Linked DNA regions of Mus musculus: region 2 is linked to region 1. Evidence: chromatin contacts called from public promoter capture Hi-C data. All regions are on one chromosome and are shown on one strand. The core of a region is the stretch at or near the end of the contact, and the rest is flanking DNA. Distances in the headings are between cores, read along the strand shown.

Region 1 (3,002 bases), core at 240-2,739:
AGATAGTTAGAATACAGACTGCAACCAGATATGGGGGCATAGAAATCAAGATTGAATTACACAGCGCACAGTAACATGCCTACACATTCCAAATTCTAAGGGGGTAGGTATGGGCAGATAAACGTCCATGTTCCTTTGGTCTGGGTGGGATGCCTAAGAAGCATGCTCAGTACTGTGTCTCCAAGAGCCCCATCTTCCATCAAGCTGAGCCCCAACGATCATGGTGCACACCTCCCTCAGCAAGCAGCTTTTGACTCCTGTCTCCTCTTCCCATTCCAGTTCTTCACAGTGCTGCTGTTGTTTCTTGGGATTGCCTTCCAAAGAGATGCATGGCAGTTGAGAGTTGAGTCTTAGGGTCACCTCCAAAAGAAGAGTTTGACCTCTGGGGAACACAAAATAAAACACATGTCAGCAAGCTCCAGCATCCTCACCTCTTCATGGCCACGTTGTTGAGGAGTGTGAGGCCCAGATGGTCAGCTCAGTTGCTCAAGGTCATAGGACTGGTGAATGGCAGAGCCTCACTTTGTCTGGGGCTCTCTGATGCCAAGCCTGAGCTTTCATTAAAGGCTGCTGAGGGTTAGGGGATGCACAAGGGATGGTTGAAGTTAGCATATTCCTGATGTGTAGCAAAGGAACTAAGACTCTTACCTCTGCCTGGTTATGTCTTCATTCTTTCACAAAAGTAATGGAAAGCACAGTCTAAGTGCTGGCCACAGCTGGTCAAATAGGAAAGGCATGGTCTGCATGTGCATCTTCATACTAAAGTACATTGATGTCTCACAAGCAGACATGTGGTCTTTTACTAGGCACCAAGGTTGATGATATACAGCTTTTTAAAAAATGTATAATAACCAATGTACAGAATAGTAAACATTATTTTAAATGCTGTCCATTTTTCACAGAAGAACAAGAAGGGCCCTGACCTGTTCTGCCTGGATCCCATCTGCTGCTAGCCCATCTTAGCCTTGCTCTCACATACCTTCCCTCCTCACTCCATATCCTAGCCCAGCCCAGCCCAGCCCAGCCCAGCCCAGCCCAGCCCAGCCCAGCCCAGCCCAGCCCTAGCTGTGTTCTTCTAGCTGGGCTATTGATCCCTGGAATCTGACCTGGGAAATCACTTGTTGAACAGCTTCTTAAAGAAACATGTCTACTAAGACCCGGTGTTGCATGGAGGTAGGGTTTGACTGCTGCCTGACTGCAGCTAGACAGAAATTCAAGAGTCTCCCAGTTCTGCACCAAGAAATCCTACAGGCCTTCCACCCATACAAACTTGCATAGAAGCTCTAGAGAAATTTAGGGATATGCCTGGCCTTGGTCTCCTGGAACCTGAAGTCCCAAGTTAATGATTTTTAAAAACACAATATATCTTGTCTTTGGAAGGGCAGGAGGGGCAATAAAGGTGGGGTTCAATGTCGCCTTTGGCCATACCAGTCTTATCTCCTCCCTCATGTGGGAGGAGTTAAGTCCTGAGGATCTCTTTTCCATGCTCAGTGTGACCCTGACTTGGTTTCACTGTGCAGCTGGCTTACTAAACCTCCTTTCTTGGCCTCATGCCCAGGCCAGGAGGAAACTGTCAGATCTGGGAAGGTTTGGCTGGCACACATGAGCCCAGCCTTCCATTGCTTCCTTTAGGCACTTATCCAAAGAGGCCCCAGAAGAAAGAGATTGAGGTGCTGCAGAAGAATCGCCACTCCTGAGAGAAGGTGCCAAGCTAGGGAAAGTGGAGCTCCAGGGTACTATCCTGGTTTGAGAGAGCCCTGATCATGTCTGGTGTGGTGTTGGGGAGCCAGAAGCAGGATGATCACAGTGATCAAGCTTGTCCTGGAGACACTGTGGTTTCTGGGTAACAACTCCAGGAAAGCTTGGTCTCATGCATGCAGTTTGGGACACTCTTCATATTCTTATTTCTGTCATCTGCCTCTTGTTCTGCTCTTTATACCTCATCTCACTGCCTCTCTCCTACATTGGGTTTCCACTACCACCTGATTTGACATCGGGGTCCATAGTCCCCACGCTGTCCGTTGTTACAGGGTGCCCTTGTCAATTCCCTGAGGTTCAGGAACTCACATTCTACCATCTATCTCATAGGATGCGATATCTGGACTTATCCTGGCTAGGACTGGGGCCCATGTCAGCCTCACCGTGGCTACTCTTTTTCTTGGTTGGGATTTCCTGGTTCTTGGCCCGGTTCCTCACGCAGCTATACACTTTGTATGCAAAGTGTCAACGTCTCTGTGGTTTCCCTCAGCCACCCAAGAAGAATTGGTTTTGGGGTCACCTGGGCATGGTGAGTATGTTAACAGGATGAGTCTGGATTATGAGGGTGCAGGGACCTCCCAGTGGTCAAGGAGTTTGTTAGAAGGATGTCCCGGGATGTGGGTATGAGGTATATGGACAGAAAGTCGGGGATTAGGTGGGCTAGGGGCTGGGGTGCGAGGGTGCAGAGATCCTCATGGATATGGGAATTGAGGATAGAATGGGTTAGGGTCTTTGGGTGCTACATTTCAAACTCTTTTCAGATTTCTGTTTTTCTATTCCCAGTCTACTCTGGGTTGATTTCTAGCCTCTTTTGCTGTTTCTGGTACACACTGAAGGGCTCCCAGAATGGGCTTCATAGATCCAAGACCCCTCACATTCATTCTGCTGCTTAGGCCTCCTGAAGGGTTCTGGTTTAGAGTCAGCTTCCTGTCTGGTCCATTTCTTTCTGCTAGTCTATCTTTGGGTTTCTGCTTTATTCCAGAAGGGATTTTTATGCCCTTCTCATACACCTCCAGCACACCTGTGCCCCTGGCGAGTTCTTTTCTGACTCCTTGCTTCACTTTCCTGAATCATATCTTGCTTAGACTGCTCTTTTCTACTAAGATTAATCACTGAGGTCTGCTGCACAACCTGGATTAGACTAGAAGCCTCATCTTTTGGTGATCTTCCTTGATCCTAACAATTACACAGCATTTGGACTGTAACATAGGACCGTTCTCTCCTTTGGTTAACTTGGTCTTGAT
Region 2 (3,002 bases), core at 212-2,711, 980 kb after region 1:
AGCCTTGGCTGTCCTGGAACTCACTTTGTAGACCAGGCTGGCCTCGAACTCGAAATCCGCCTGCCTCTGCCTCCCAAGTGCTGGAATTAAAGGCGTGCGCCACCACTGCCCGGCTTCATTGTATTTTTACAAGGCACTGCAACAATAGCCTTAAACTACCAGACTTTCCAATCCTCCTGCTTTTAACTCCCAAGTGCTGTTTTATGAGATTCTAGAAATCAGATTTAAGGCTTTGTACATGCTATATAAGTACACTACCAACAGAGCTACAAACTTTGGATTTAGTTTATGTTATCTTCCTTCACAGGGTCTCAACTTTCCAGCCGGGGGATGGTCATGCACTTAATATCCTCTTCTCCCACATGCGAGGATTACGGATGTGTGCCACTATACCTGGGTAGAACATGTACTTTTTTGGTTACGTTTCTGAGTCAGGGTCTCATTATGTAGTGCTGGCTGGCCTGAAATTCACTATGTAGATTAGGCTAACCTTGGAAATGTAGTGAACTTCCTGCTTCTGCTGGGATTACAAGTATGCACCACTACGCCAGTTGCTTAGAGCATGTACTTTGTGACTCCAGGGACATAGACACATGTACACTCATCTATACACCAGAACCATCCTGCTAGGGTGTAAGTAGTCCTCCTCCTTGGACCACATCCCAGACTGGTGACATCAGAATCTCTGGAAGATATTTTTTTAACAGCTCAAAGAATTCTATTCTGTTCCCAAACTGAGAATCATACCTCTGAACCCTGCTGAGTGTTCTTTGTTCCTGTGGACTGAATCACGTGTCAGGGCTCTCCTTTCCTATATCTACCTTTGTCCCACTTTGGGCTTCATTTTCCTGCAATCCAGTTTTCTTGTTTCTCCTCTCTCTGCTTCCTTTAACCACTGTGAACTTGAGAGGTCCTAAAACCCCATACCTTCACAGCAACAGTGATGTCCCTTCAGCCCAGGACTTAGACATCTTTTAATGCCACCCACCCATAAGTCTGCTTATCCCAGTTGATGATGCTTTGGGTGCATAGCCCTGGCTGATGGGGCATTTGTCACCTTAACAGGGAAGTCCTGTTGAGAGTACAAATGGTGAAACAAGGTAGATGAAGCAATACAGGAGGACAGATATGTCCTCACCATTGCAACAGCCATATCCTAGGTCTACCTCTTTAGAGACGTCTTAAGACCCAGAGAAAGCCATAAAATCCCCACTAAGGTGCTGTGACTGTCCTGAGTTTGTCCTAAGCTTGCCTCTTCAGAGACAAAGCTTGTCAGGACCCCAAAGTGTTAAAACTAAGGGGGACAATAGGGAATCAAGAGGCTAGTAGGAGCTAGGAAACTTGTGCTTTATAGATGTGCTTAGGTCTAATGACCTGACTTTGGGGACAGTAGTGGACAGGCAGGAACTCAAGGAGGGGACAGAAAGGCTATCTCCGCCTCCTTCCTCCTCTGCCCTCCCCAGCCCAACAGCTCCGACTTGGTGTGTCAGCCCGTGGAGCAGAAACCACACTTAACTTCCTCAAGGCAGAAGCCTAAGCTCAGAGCTCATTCACCCTGTGGTTCATCATCCCCTGAAGCCATGGTGAGTCCTCAAGCCCCCATTGGAAGTTCATTCAGGTAACAAGGGTCCCAAGTAGAAACTGGGGAACTGGTAAATATGCCCTCATGGGTAACCTAGCAGAACAGAGCTAGAACAGTCTTGGGGATGAGATGGCACAGGAAAAGATAAGAAACAACCAAGGCATAATAGCTTGAGCTCTTGTGGACCAGCTTTGTATCTGTGACTGCAAGGCAGTGTGGTGCTGGTTGGGTCTGCCTGGAATGATATACCCTCAATCCAGGTCAGCAGCTGGGATATAAGCAGAGGTTTCCTGTGAAGTGATTAAATGGGTCACGCACCTGCTACACCAGTCCCCATCTCCAGTCCGTTACCCAAGCTGTGCTCTGCTAAACCCTTCCTTATCTACCCTTGTGGTCATCAACTCACTTAGACTGGGGCTTCAACAAAGAAATGTCTGACCCCAGGCAAGAATTGCTTCCTTCCCAGAGATCCTTCTGAGTCCATCTCTAGATAGATTTACAAGGTTCTGTCCTCTCTGTCCTCCAATCTTTTTTACCCTTGGTGAAGATAGGCTGGGGATATCTACCAGCACCTATGGCAAAGAGCAGGTCAGACTTGAGAGCACCAGAAATGTTCTAAACATATCATATAGTGCCTGTACATTTGGGGAGCCTCCCTTCTGGTCCTCATGAGACATGTCAGGGACTATGACACCTAATACCCACATCTTAGATAGATGTATGTAGAGCTTGTTAACTTAGTTAGAATGGCTAGCCAACAAGCCCTAGAGGGCCTCCTGGCCTAAGCTCTCCAGAGCTAACTAGGATGACAGGTACTGCTCCTGACTTTGTTATGTATGAGTACTGAAGCTAGAACTCAGGCTTGCATGACAAGTACTTTACCTACTGAGAAATCTCTCTAGTCCCCCCAACTAAATTTTAACAATTTATAGTCAAAATGGGTATGGTGGTATACACCTGTAATGCCAGCACTCAGATGGCTGAAGCAGTAGAACTGTTGAATCCCAGCCTGGGCTACATAGTGAGAAACTGACTTAAAATAAACAAAAAACAAAAAAAGGAAAGGAAAGGAAAAAGGAAAAAGGGAAAAGGGAAAGGGAAAGGAAAGAAAAAGAGAGGGGGGCGAGGAGAGGAAGAGAGAAGAGGAGAGGAGAGAAGAGAGAAGAGAAAAAGAAAAGCAAGCAAGCAAGCTAAACTAATGGTGGCACACACCTGTAATCTCAGCACATGGGAGGCAGAGGCAGAAGGTTATCCTCAACTATAAAGCAAGTTTGAGGCCAGCCCAGGATATATGAGACCCTGCTTCAAAAAACAAATTAAAAAAAAGGAGGAGGAAGAGGAGGAGGAGAGGACGATGACAAAAAACCCTCATCACTGGGAAGATATAGTTCATTGCTAGAGCTTGTTTAGCAAGGTGCTA

The links. Promoter capture Hi-C pulls out the DNA fragments that hold promoters and counts their contacts.
Region 2: a contact with region 1 is called in a promoter capture Hi-C map of 3T3-L1-derived adipocytes, with 4 times the contacts expected there. The contact joins the promoter of Pram1 here to the promoter of Cyp4f40 in region 1. A contact is called at or near these places in 6 of 39 promoter capture datasets (the 3T3-L1 cell line, 3T3-L1-derived adipocytes, frontonasal cranial neural crest and 2 more).

The regions. Positions count from the first base shown.
Region 1 is chr17:32,657,397-32,660,398 of GRCm38.p6, forward strand. Cyp4f40 (cytochrome P450, family 4, subfamily f, polypeptide 40) reads left to right here and starts at 1,490. Exons shown (of 13, transcript NM_001368735.1): 1 at 1,490-1,703; 2 at 2,089-2,287. The coding sequence starts at 2,090.
Region 2 is chr17:33,636,595-33,639,596 of GRCm38.p6, forward strand. Pram1 (PML-RAR alpha-regulated adaptor molecule 1) reads left to right here and starts at 1,462. Exons shown (of 10, transcript NM_001002842.2): 1 at 1,462-1,583. The coding sequence starts at 1,581.